Linked DNA regions of Muntiacus reevesi: region 2 is linked to region 1. A link is a contact called in public Hi-C data. All regions are on one chromosome and are shown on one strand. The core of a region is the stretch at or near the end of the contact, and the rest is flanking DNA. Distances in the headings are between cores, read along the strand shown. Region 1 holds the start of CEP63 (centrosomal protein 63). Region 2 holds the start of CDV3 (CDV3 homolog).

Region 1 (4,473 bases), core at 571-3,070:
ATGGGACAGGTGGGAAAATCTGAACCCAGACTGAATACTGACAATGTTGTTCGCTAAGTCATATCCATCTCTTTCCAACCCCATGGACTACAACATGCTAGGCTTCCCTATCCTTCACCATCTCCTGGAGTTTGCTCAAACTTACATCCAATGAGTCAATGATGCCATTCAACCATCTCATACTCTTCTATTGCCCCCTTCTCTTCCCGCCCTCAATCTCTCCCAGCATCAGGGTCTATAGGATTTTTACTAATTTTCATAGATGTGATGACAAAACTGTGGTTTTGTAAGGCTGAAAACACAATCTGAGTTCTTGAAGAAAAAAATTTAAAGTAACACAGAAACTAAAAATTCAATTCCTGAAACCCAGGTCAGTGTTGGTTTTAGCTGAATTTCAAATCAAGCTGACATACGTTTAAAAGTAGGACGCTCTAATAAAGCTGACTACTGATGCTGTTACCATCCAATACCACGACTATCTTAATTGAGAACGTGAAGGCCAAGCAAAGTTGTTCTACCTTTTAACGGGAGACAAGTGGCATCAATACAGTTAATACATACAACAACTACAATAACTGTTAAAACTTGAATCTACATCCATTTTAAAGTAACTGAATGTTTATAAATATTTAGCCCATTTTAATTTCAGTCGTTCTTACTATACTGATCACTGATGATATAGTCAAAACGAAAGAAGCTCAAGATAAAAACCTAATGATACTACATTTCAATTAAGAAAATATATACCCTAAAGGATATAATAATAATAATAAAGGATGTAATAAATAATAAAGGATAATAAATTATATTAAGCTACAGCTATGATCAGTATAGAAATATTTGAAGGTAATGTGTAGTTAATGATCCTTATGGTTTCCTCTTCGTATCTAGAAAATAGTTAAATGCAAGTATGTGGGGAACTGTGTAACTACAGGGCACAAATCCTACAGTACTGTTCTATTAAAGGAAGAAAAAAAAATGTTAAGACTGGTTTAAGGAACCGTTCGTAAGGCTTAAGGAAAACTACTCTGCACAATACGTGTGCTCTAACTAGTCGCTGTAAATGAACACGAGTCGCTGACAGCAAGCTCACTTTTACTCTGATGTTGTAAAAACTACATTATGAGCCTAGCTTTACTGCTTTCAAATATGTTCATGATCATAGTGTTCTATGGACCCATCCCTTTTGTTCTCTCACTTTATTATTTATTTCGCATCCCTGATTTCTATGGAGCAATCAGTAAGAGTTCAGGGTTCCCCAAACTCAGTCCTTCATGATTTCTGCCACATTACCGTACCTCTGGAACTAACATTAAGGTTTTTAAACCAATTACTTTCAAAAACTTGCTAAATTTCCCACCCATAAATGAACCGCTATCACCGGCCGTCAGTAACCTAAGTCCAACAAGGCTAGGAAGCTAACCAGATGAGGCAGCCTAGGTGGGAGGGCTGGGCCGGGGTACCTCCCCAGAAGTGGCAGACTGGCTCGCTGCCGACTCCGCTGGGAGAAGAGGAGCAGCTCGCCCACCCCGCCGCCCTCCCACGGCCGGCCTCAGGGGAAGGGCTGACCACCTGGCTAGCCCGGACTGCGCGCCGTGGGAGGCCATATCTGGCTTCGCGAGTCTGCGAAGCGTTCGCGGCGAGGAGGAGGGGCGGGGCGCCGGGGCGGAGCCGGGCCGGCGGAGGCGAGCCTGGAGGCCAGCGGGCGGCTGAGGAAGTCGGCCCCCGGCCATTCGGCCGCTCAGTCCGCGGCCCCACTGCAGCCAGGGCTGCCTCCGGTTCCGGACACGGGCACCCGTCGCCTGTTGGACTCTCACACATGCGGTTACAGGCCTGCCACGAGCGCGCCCCCGAGTCTTCCCGCCGTTACCTCCGGACGGGGGCGCGCACGCGCGTCACGGCCAACCTGACGTCCAGTCACGGTCTTCGGAACGTTCGTTCCGCCTACTGCTCCCTCACTTTTGATTGAAGCAACGTCCTCCTTGACTCCCCCTCCGCCCGGCCAAATGGGCTCACCGACATCCGGGGATCGGAGAGCAGGGCGCGTCGGTCACATGGCCGCTGGGGGCGTGGTCCTGGCCGCGCTGGGCCGGCGCTGGTAAAGGTTTCCCGCGCCTTGGCTTAGGTAGTGTCGGGGAGGAGCACGTTCGGTTTTCTGCTGATCCTATCGGCCGAGGTTGTTGTCCTCACCTCATCCTCATAACTACCTCCCTTACCGTACGTCGGGAGGGTAGAAAGGGACTTACACGGCGGTCCTGGACTTCCCCCGCTTCCGCATTTGGTATAGCCCGCCTCGGTCCGGAAGCCGAGGCTTTGGGGCGGGATCCCATGCCTGTATGGACGGTGGTGGCCCGAGAGGGTCATATTTAGCGGGGGGAAAGGCATTCCAGGTTTGCTCTTTTAACTACAAGTTTACGGAGCTCTAAAACAGAGGTGAATAAAACTGCCCCTGTCCCGGAGAAACGCACGCACCGCTTGTCTGGGAAGACCCTGTAACGGGCAATGTAACAAGCTCCTGATGGGGCCAATTCACTGCGCGCAGGGAAATATGGAACCTGCGGAGGGGCGGATACCGCGTTCTTCTTAGAGCTTAGAGAAAGCTTCCTGCAGGAGGCAACCTGGGAGCTAAGTTGTTTAGAGTAACTGGGGGTTAGCTGAGGAAAAAAGGAAGAAGACAGCATTCCAAGCTTTGGGACAGTCACGTGTGTAAGAAAGATTTTTGTTCAGGAAAGTGGTAACTGTTCATTATGGGGACAGGCAAGTGCCTGGGACGGTGGCTGTGGCCTGGTCATTGCCCGCCTTGTACTTTCCGGGCTTCCAGCCCCTGAAGAGTGAAGGCACTTTAACGCCTAACTCTGGACAAGAGATATTGGCCCCGATGAGCTGACACCCAACTTTGAGTTTGGAAGGAAAAGTAGGTGTTCGTGATGGGGCAAAGAGACCTTTTTAGGTGCAAAGGCTGGAAAGTGTGACAAGTTAGATGTATTCTAAAGAAGAATAGGTGAAAAACGATTTGAGGCCAAATTGGGGGAGAACATGCTGAATCATTAATAAGAAATTTACGCACAGCAATTGGAAACAATAATGCTTGAACGATCATTCACAAAGCCAACTTAACTTGCCTAGTGAATCATAAAAACAAGGAACCATTCAAGGGCAGAATGCATGCTGACGCTGAGTGATCCAAGAAAACTTTACCAAAAGATGGAATCTATGTGTGACTAGGAAGATCAGCTGGGAGGTACTGTGATGTTATAAAGAAACTGTAATCTAATCCAGGCGAGATGAGTCTTTCCCTGGATGATCCTCTGCCAAAACATCCACACTAGAAAGCCTAGAGAACCCTAGTGGTGGATTAAATCATCTTTTCATTCTTCATGTTTAAGAAATAACCTCTCTGGTTTACAGGTCCCATCCGACAAGATCAAAGCTGCAAGAGAATGGACAGTGAGGTACAGAGAGATGGAAGGATCTTGGATTTGATTGACGATGCTTGGCGAGAAGACAAGCTGCCTTATGAGGATGTTGCAATACCACTGGTAGGCTGTAATGTGTGCTGAGGGTGATGGGTTAAAGGTCTGGTAGACCCTGGTAGCTGTAGGTTATCAATGGACAAATAAACTAAAGTCAAAGAAATCAAAACTATGGAGTCCTCTGACTAGAAACCTCTGGAGAGCATTTAGCTCAACTTTGTATTTGAAGAGGAATGTGATCAGATTGCTGAGGTCTGCTGATTCAGACCAGCTCAATTAGAGGTCATATGAAAACTGGAACTGAGGTCCTCTGAGCTATGTTCTGTCCAGCACACCAAAGGTAGTAAAGAATTTAATGCACACCATGAGGAGGAACAAGAAGCAGTGGTATATGCACTTAATTTCTCTAACTGTGGCCTGTCATTTTTAGAAACTCACAGTTTTGGAACACATACCTAGTCGAAGTTCCCTGGAAAATATTCAGAAGAGACCTGACTTTTCTTCTTTTACATTTAGATCATCAGGCTCTTTTCTTCCCTAATCTCTGGAAAATTCTCCTGCAGGGAGTTTGTTAAGCTTCACGTCATAAGATCTAAACGTTTTGCTTGAATAAATGCTTACTAAAAATTCTGTTTATGTCATAGAGGCCTAACAAGAAGAACAAGGACTGTTTTTCTTTAGAGCCTGCCAAGATTTGTTGATTAAATAGAGCTTGCGAGCAGGTGGTCTGCTGCTGCCATATATATTTTCATTTAAGAATAAGAGGTAATGTGTTCAAGGAATAATACACATAACAGATAATAAATGACAGCTTAGTTCAAGTTTAGAAAAATAACCAAAAGAGCATAATAAGAATTATAGCTCCGCTTTGATTGAATACCTGTTTTGTGCCATGGACTGAGGTTGAAACCTGACGTATTTTATCTATATCCTTAAAAGAACCTTCGGGGGTGATGATGATGTCCCCACTGTACAGGAAGAAAATAGGATCAAAGAGGAG
Region 2 (4,388 bases), core at 289-2,788, 970 kb after region 1:
ATCCATTAGTCGTAATAAGCATACCTAAAGCACAAGAGTACTGTGATGCTGTTTTGGGACAAAAAAACCCCAAACATACAGTATTTATCCGGTGGGTGACATAAACGTTATCTGTAACCAAACCATACCTTATTTGCATTGCTTGAACTCTTAGACCGCTGTAATCAACCTCTTTTTGCTCAAATTCTTTCCACTCATCTTCCTCCTGTAAAACAAGTACCAGGTAGTCAATTAAAGCTATTTTTAAAACACAACTAAAACAACCATCAGACTATTAAGGGATAAAGTGGTTGGAACCTAAAGTGTGGACTCGTTTTCTGGCCAAAGCCCTTGCTCAATCCCAAGGCTACTAGGCTTGAGGACAAACGTGACTAAACTTTGTTACTTCCACCCGGTTCCTTCATGAGACTTGTTACTTTAAAAGCAACCAGGAAACGTCGGATGAAGTCCATAGTAAGCCCACAACTAAACGTCTACCTCAATCTTGTATGAGACTTTTCTTTTACAGGTTTCCAGACCAAGTCGAGCCAATTAGATCTGCTGCAAATGTGATTGTTAGAAAATTCAGTTCACACTACTAGGCTGAAATCAGGACGCTAAATTACTCAGAGTAGACGTCACCCGATAGATGTACTTCCGACCCGGGCCGATTCCCCGGGAGGGTGCCGCCGCCTGCCTGCGTGCTAGCCCGAGCCAGGCGACGAGGGTCGGGAGCTGGGCCGCTGTGGTCCGGCGGGGAACGCGAGGCGGCCCGCCGTGGGAAGCCCGCGTCACGTGGCAGCCTCCGTGCCCGTCAGCCCGCCGGCCGGCCCCGGCCGCTTCCTCAGGCAGGCAGGCGGGGGCGGGCACATGGGCGCAAGAGCGCGGCCCGAGCCCTAACTCCCCGGCCCCTCACCTTTGTCACAACCTTGGTGGCGGCCCCAGGGCCAGTGGCCCCCACGCCCGCGGTCCCGCTATCTCCCGGCCGGGTCCCTGCGCCCGCCCCACCGCCCGCCGCGCCCGTGGCTCCGCTGCTCCCGCCAGCGCCGCCCGCCGCGCTCGCTGCGCTCGCCGCCCGGTTGCTCCGCTCCTTCTTCTTCTTTTTATCTCTCTTGGCGAAGAAGTTATCTAGGCTCCGCTCCTCCGTCTCAGCCATGGCCGCGGCCTCCTTGGCCCGGATGGGTGGGGCCGGCGGCGGGCGCGGCCCGTCGGGGCTCCGAGCTCGGGGTCGAGGCCGGCTCGGCGCTCAAGCTCCCAGGCGCGGCGACGCCTCAGTCCCTCGGGGTCGCTGAGGCGTGTGCAGCGGGGCGACCGGCCCCCCCCGCCTGCTGGCGGACGGTGGTACGGTCCTCCTAGGGGCTCGCGTGCCGCTGCCTCCGCCCGAGCCCGCCCGGGCTGGAGCTGCTGCCGCGATCGCAGTGCAGGATCCCGCCCGCTCCACAGCTGGAGGGAAAAAGGAACCCGCGGGCCAGAGGCTCCGGCGAGAGTGCTGGGTTAGCGGCGGCGAGTGCAGGAGGAAGACGCGAGCACGCAGGCCGGGAGAGGAGGGGACAGGGGGTGGGGAGGGGAGGGAGGGGGAGGAAGGAGGGCGGGCCACCAGAAAAGAGAGGCAGCGCCCGCGCCTGCGTACTTAGCTCCGCCCGCCACTGTGGGAGCGGGGAGGGGAGGGCGGTGAGAGGAGACGGAGGCGGAGCTGGCAAGGGAGCCAATCAGGTGCCAGGACGAACCGCTTAGGCGACAATCCCTGCCTCAGACGGGGCGGGGCTGTGGCTTGGGGGCGGGGAGAGGGTATATGCTAAATAAGTGACGTACATGATGGCTTTTGCCTCCTGATTGGTCGAGGGTTTAGCCTTGAGGGCGGGCATTTAGAGGGCTTGTTGGTGACTTGGCTAAAGAGGTCCGATCGAAGGGGTGGGTAGGTCCGTTCTAGGCGCATGCGTAGGGTACACGTGTGTCTGCTAGTCAGCCGCAAACTGTGGCCTTGTAGTGGTTTGAACTTCAGTGAGACTGAAAGGCCCTGTGCTAAGCTAGCTATATAAAGATGGTATCGTCTGCTCTGCTGGCCTCTGTATTTTCACCCTCTCTGGTCTAGCAACTATTCATTTTATTCATAGGTGATGATTATTATGAAAATGAGGTGCTTTGGGCTTGAAGTTTAGTTCTTATTTACTAAAAGGTCTACATAAACCAGTAGGTAGTCGAAAGGAGATTGGTTTTATCTGAATTCTACTTTCTATGAGATATCTAGAAATAGGTCAAGCTAAATCTGACCCTCAAGCTCCTGATCTGTAAAGTGGAGATGTTAGCTCTTGCAAGATATGTGGGGAAAGATTACCTCTTAGGCGCCAGCACAGTACTTAACACATATTGTGCTGTGCTAAGTCGCTTCAGTCGTGTCTGACTCTGTGACTGCATGGACTGTAGCTGCCAGGCTCCTCTGTCATTGTAACTCTCCAGGCAAGAATACTGGAGTGGGTTGCCATTTCCTTCTCCAGGGATCGAACCTGTGTCTCTCATGTCTCCTGCATTGACAGGCAGTTTCTAATATACATTAGATGCTATAAATAATTTTACATGTAAATAATAACCCCTACCCTGATGAGATGATGGCTGTAATCTATCTTTTTTATCCGTGATAAGAGGAAAGGAATGGCATATATAGAAGTGAGGACCAAATGTGCCCAGACTGTATGTGGTTGTACCATTTAAGTACCTTCTGGGAGTTGAGGATGAAATGAATCCTCCCATATGAAAAAGTCGGTCTAATAAAAGATGCTAAGCTTTCCACTTCCGTCTAAAGACACAACCACTGAGGAAATGACTCAGAGTTATGTTAGTAGCCTTGTAGGGTAGATAGAGCACAGCCAATACATGGAGGTACTTGTCTTTTCCTTTACAGTTTTTCTGTTAAAGTCTGTCTCCCCTACACCCCCTTCACCTCTACTATTAAAGTACTAAATCCAGAATATGTCAAAGAAGCAAATCAAGGAGCTGGCCTTGGCCAATAGCAAGCTTATGTTTAATTCCCTATACTGACTACCTGGATGGGTCTCTAGGTAACTTCCTTCTGTGACACTAGGCGTCTTCTTGTGATGCAAGCCAAGTTTAGTATTGCCTCTCCCTTACCTTCCTTAACATCTCTGATCAAATTTTTCTTCCCTTCTTTCCCTCCTTCCTCCCCCATCCCTTCCTTCCTTTTGTTCTTTCTTTCCTCACCTGTGAAACACCTATTTCGTTATATTTAAGGCAATGTGTTGTATTCTAGGCAAAGTAACTTGTCATTCCTGCCTTCAACTCCCTTCTAATCTACAAGAAAAGATCTAGATGTGAATAAATGAAATTTAGCCCTCTCTTTCTTAGATCTCCATCAATGTATCTGTGTGTCTTGAAGGAATTAATGATGGGAAAAAGCAGAGAAGGAACTGCAGCTGCAGCAAAATTCCCCACTACATCTTCCAGTGATTGATGGCATGTTCCCCAAACTTGATCATATGTAAAAGACTCAGGTCAGGCCAATAGAGAGACTAGGGTCTTTGTGGTTGTGTCATTATCTATGGTTAATTCTCTCCTCCAGGAATCTAGTCTCCCCCTCATTGAATCCCCTGACCTGAGACTGACAGCATATATTCATACCAGATTTTCCTCTTAAATCTCCTGTGCTCCCTCCTCCAATGTGTTACACAGAGCCTTGAAACCTCCCCCTTATCTTCACCCCACCCCTCATCATGAAGCACCATTCATTGCTCTCATGATGTTTGGAGCTTCACCATCTTTAAAGCAAAACAGACCTTCATTTGTACTTGGTGGGTGGATTGTTGAATAGTGGTGAGAACTTGAACCATTACCAGGTATTTCAGCACATCTTCTAAGGAACCTAATGCTGTCTGAATGTGAAAATTCCTCTCTGAGTCCTCTGAAGTGGAACAATCCAAAGGACGTCATCTGTCTCCCCTGACAAGGCTAGCTGGGCTTCAGTATTCCATGAGCTCAAGAGCTGGCACAGGGAAGTTGGGCCCAGTCCCATTGTCCCTGGGTTCTTTTTTGCTGAGCTATTCATTCCAAGTTCCATTCTGCTACCTAGGCTGGAAGTTCCACACATGCTCAGCTCAAAGGAATGCAGCTCGTACTAGCCAAAGACTTCCCGGGAAATGAGGAACAGCTTTTCATTTGTGACTTCCTCTCTCAGAAATCTGAGGGACTGAGCTACTTCCTGGGCTATTCCATTAATGACCTTTTCCAGTTGGGGAGTAACTACTTTCAGATCACCTCCTCTGGAGAAAAACTTCTGCTGATTTCTACAGGCAGTCTAGTTCCTGACCTTTAAAGGCCCAGAGATCTTTTGTGGTATGGATATTTGATGCCTTCCTTATATTACCATGATTTGTTTGTTGTTTAACCATTCATCCATT

The links. A called contact is a pair of places that touch in the nucleus more often than the background predicts.
Region 2: a contact with region 1 is called in a Hi-C map of blood, with 5 times the contacts expected there. The contact joins the promoter of CDV3 here to the promoter of CEP63 in region 1. A contact is called at or near these places in 2 of 3 Hi-C or Micro-C datasets (blood and muscle).

Annotation. Positions count from the first base shown.
Region 1 is chr8:14,854,565-14,859,037 of mMunRee1.1, forward strand. It overlaps CEP63 (centrosomal protein 63), which reads right to left and starts at 1,821. Exons shown (of 14, transcript XM_065942197.1): 1 at 1,573-1,821. The coding sequence starts at 1,821. ANAPC13 (anaphase promoting complex subunit 13) reads left to right here and starts at 1,696. Exons shown (of 3, transcript XM_065942206.1): 1 at 1,696-1,831; 2 at 3,409-3,539. The coding sequence starts at 3,441.
Region 2 is chr8:15,823,365-15,827,752 of mMunRee1.1, forward strand. It overlaps CDV3 (CDV3 homolog), which reads right to left and starts at 1,539. Exons shown (of 5, transcript XM_065942178.1): 1 at 896-1,539; 2 at 129-205. The coding sequence starts at 1,135.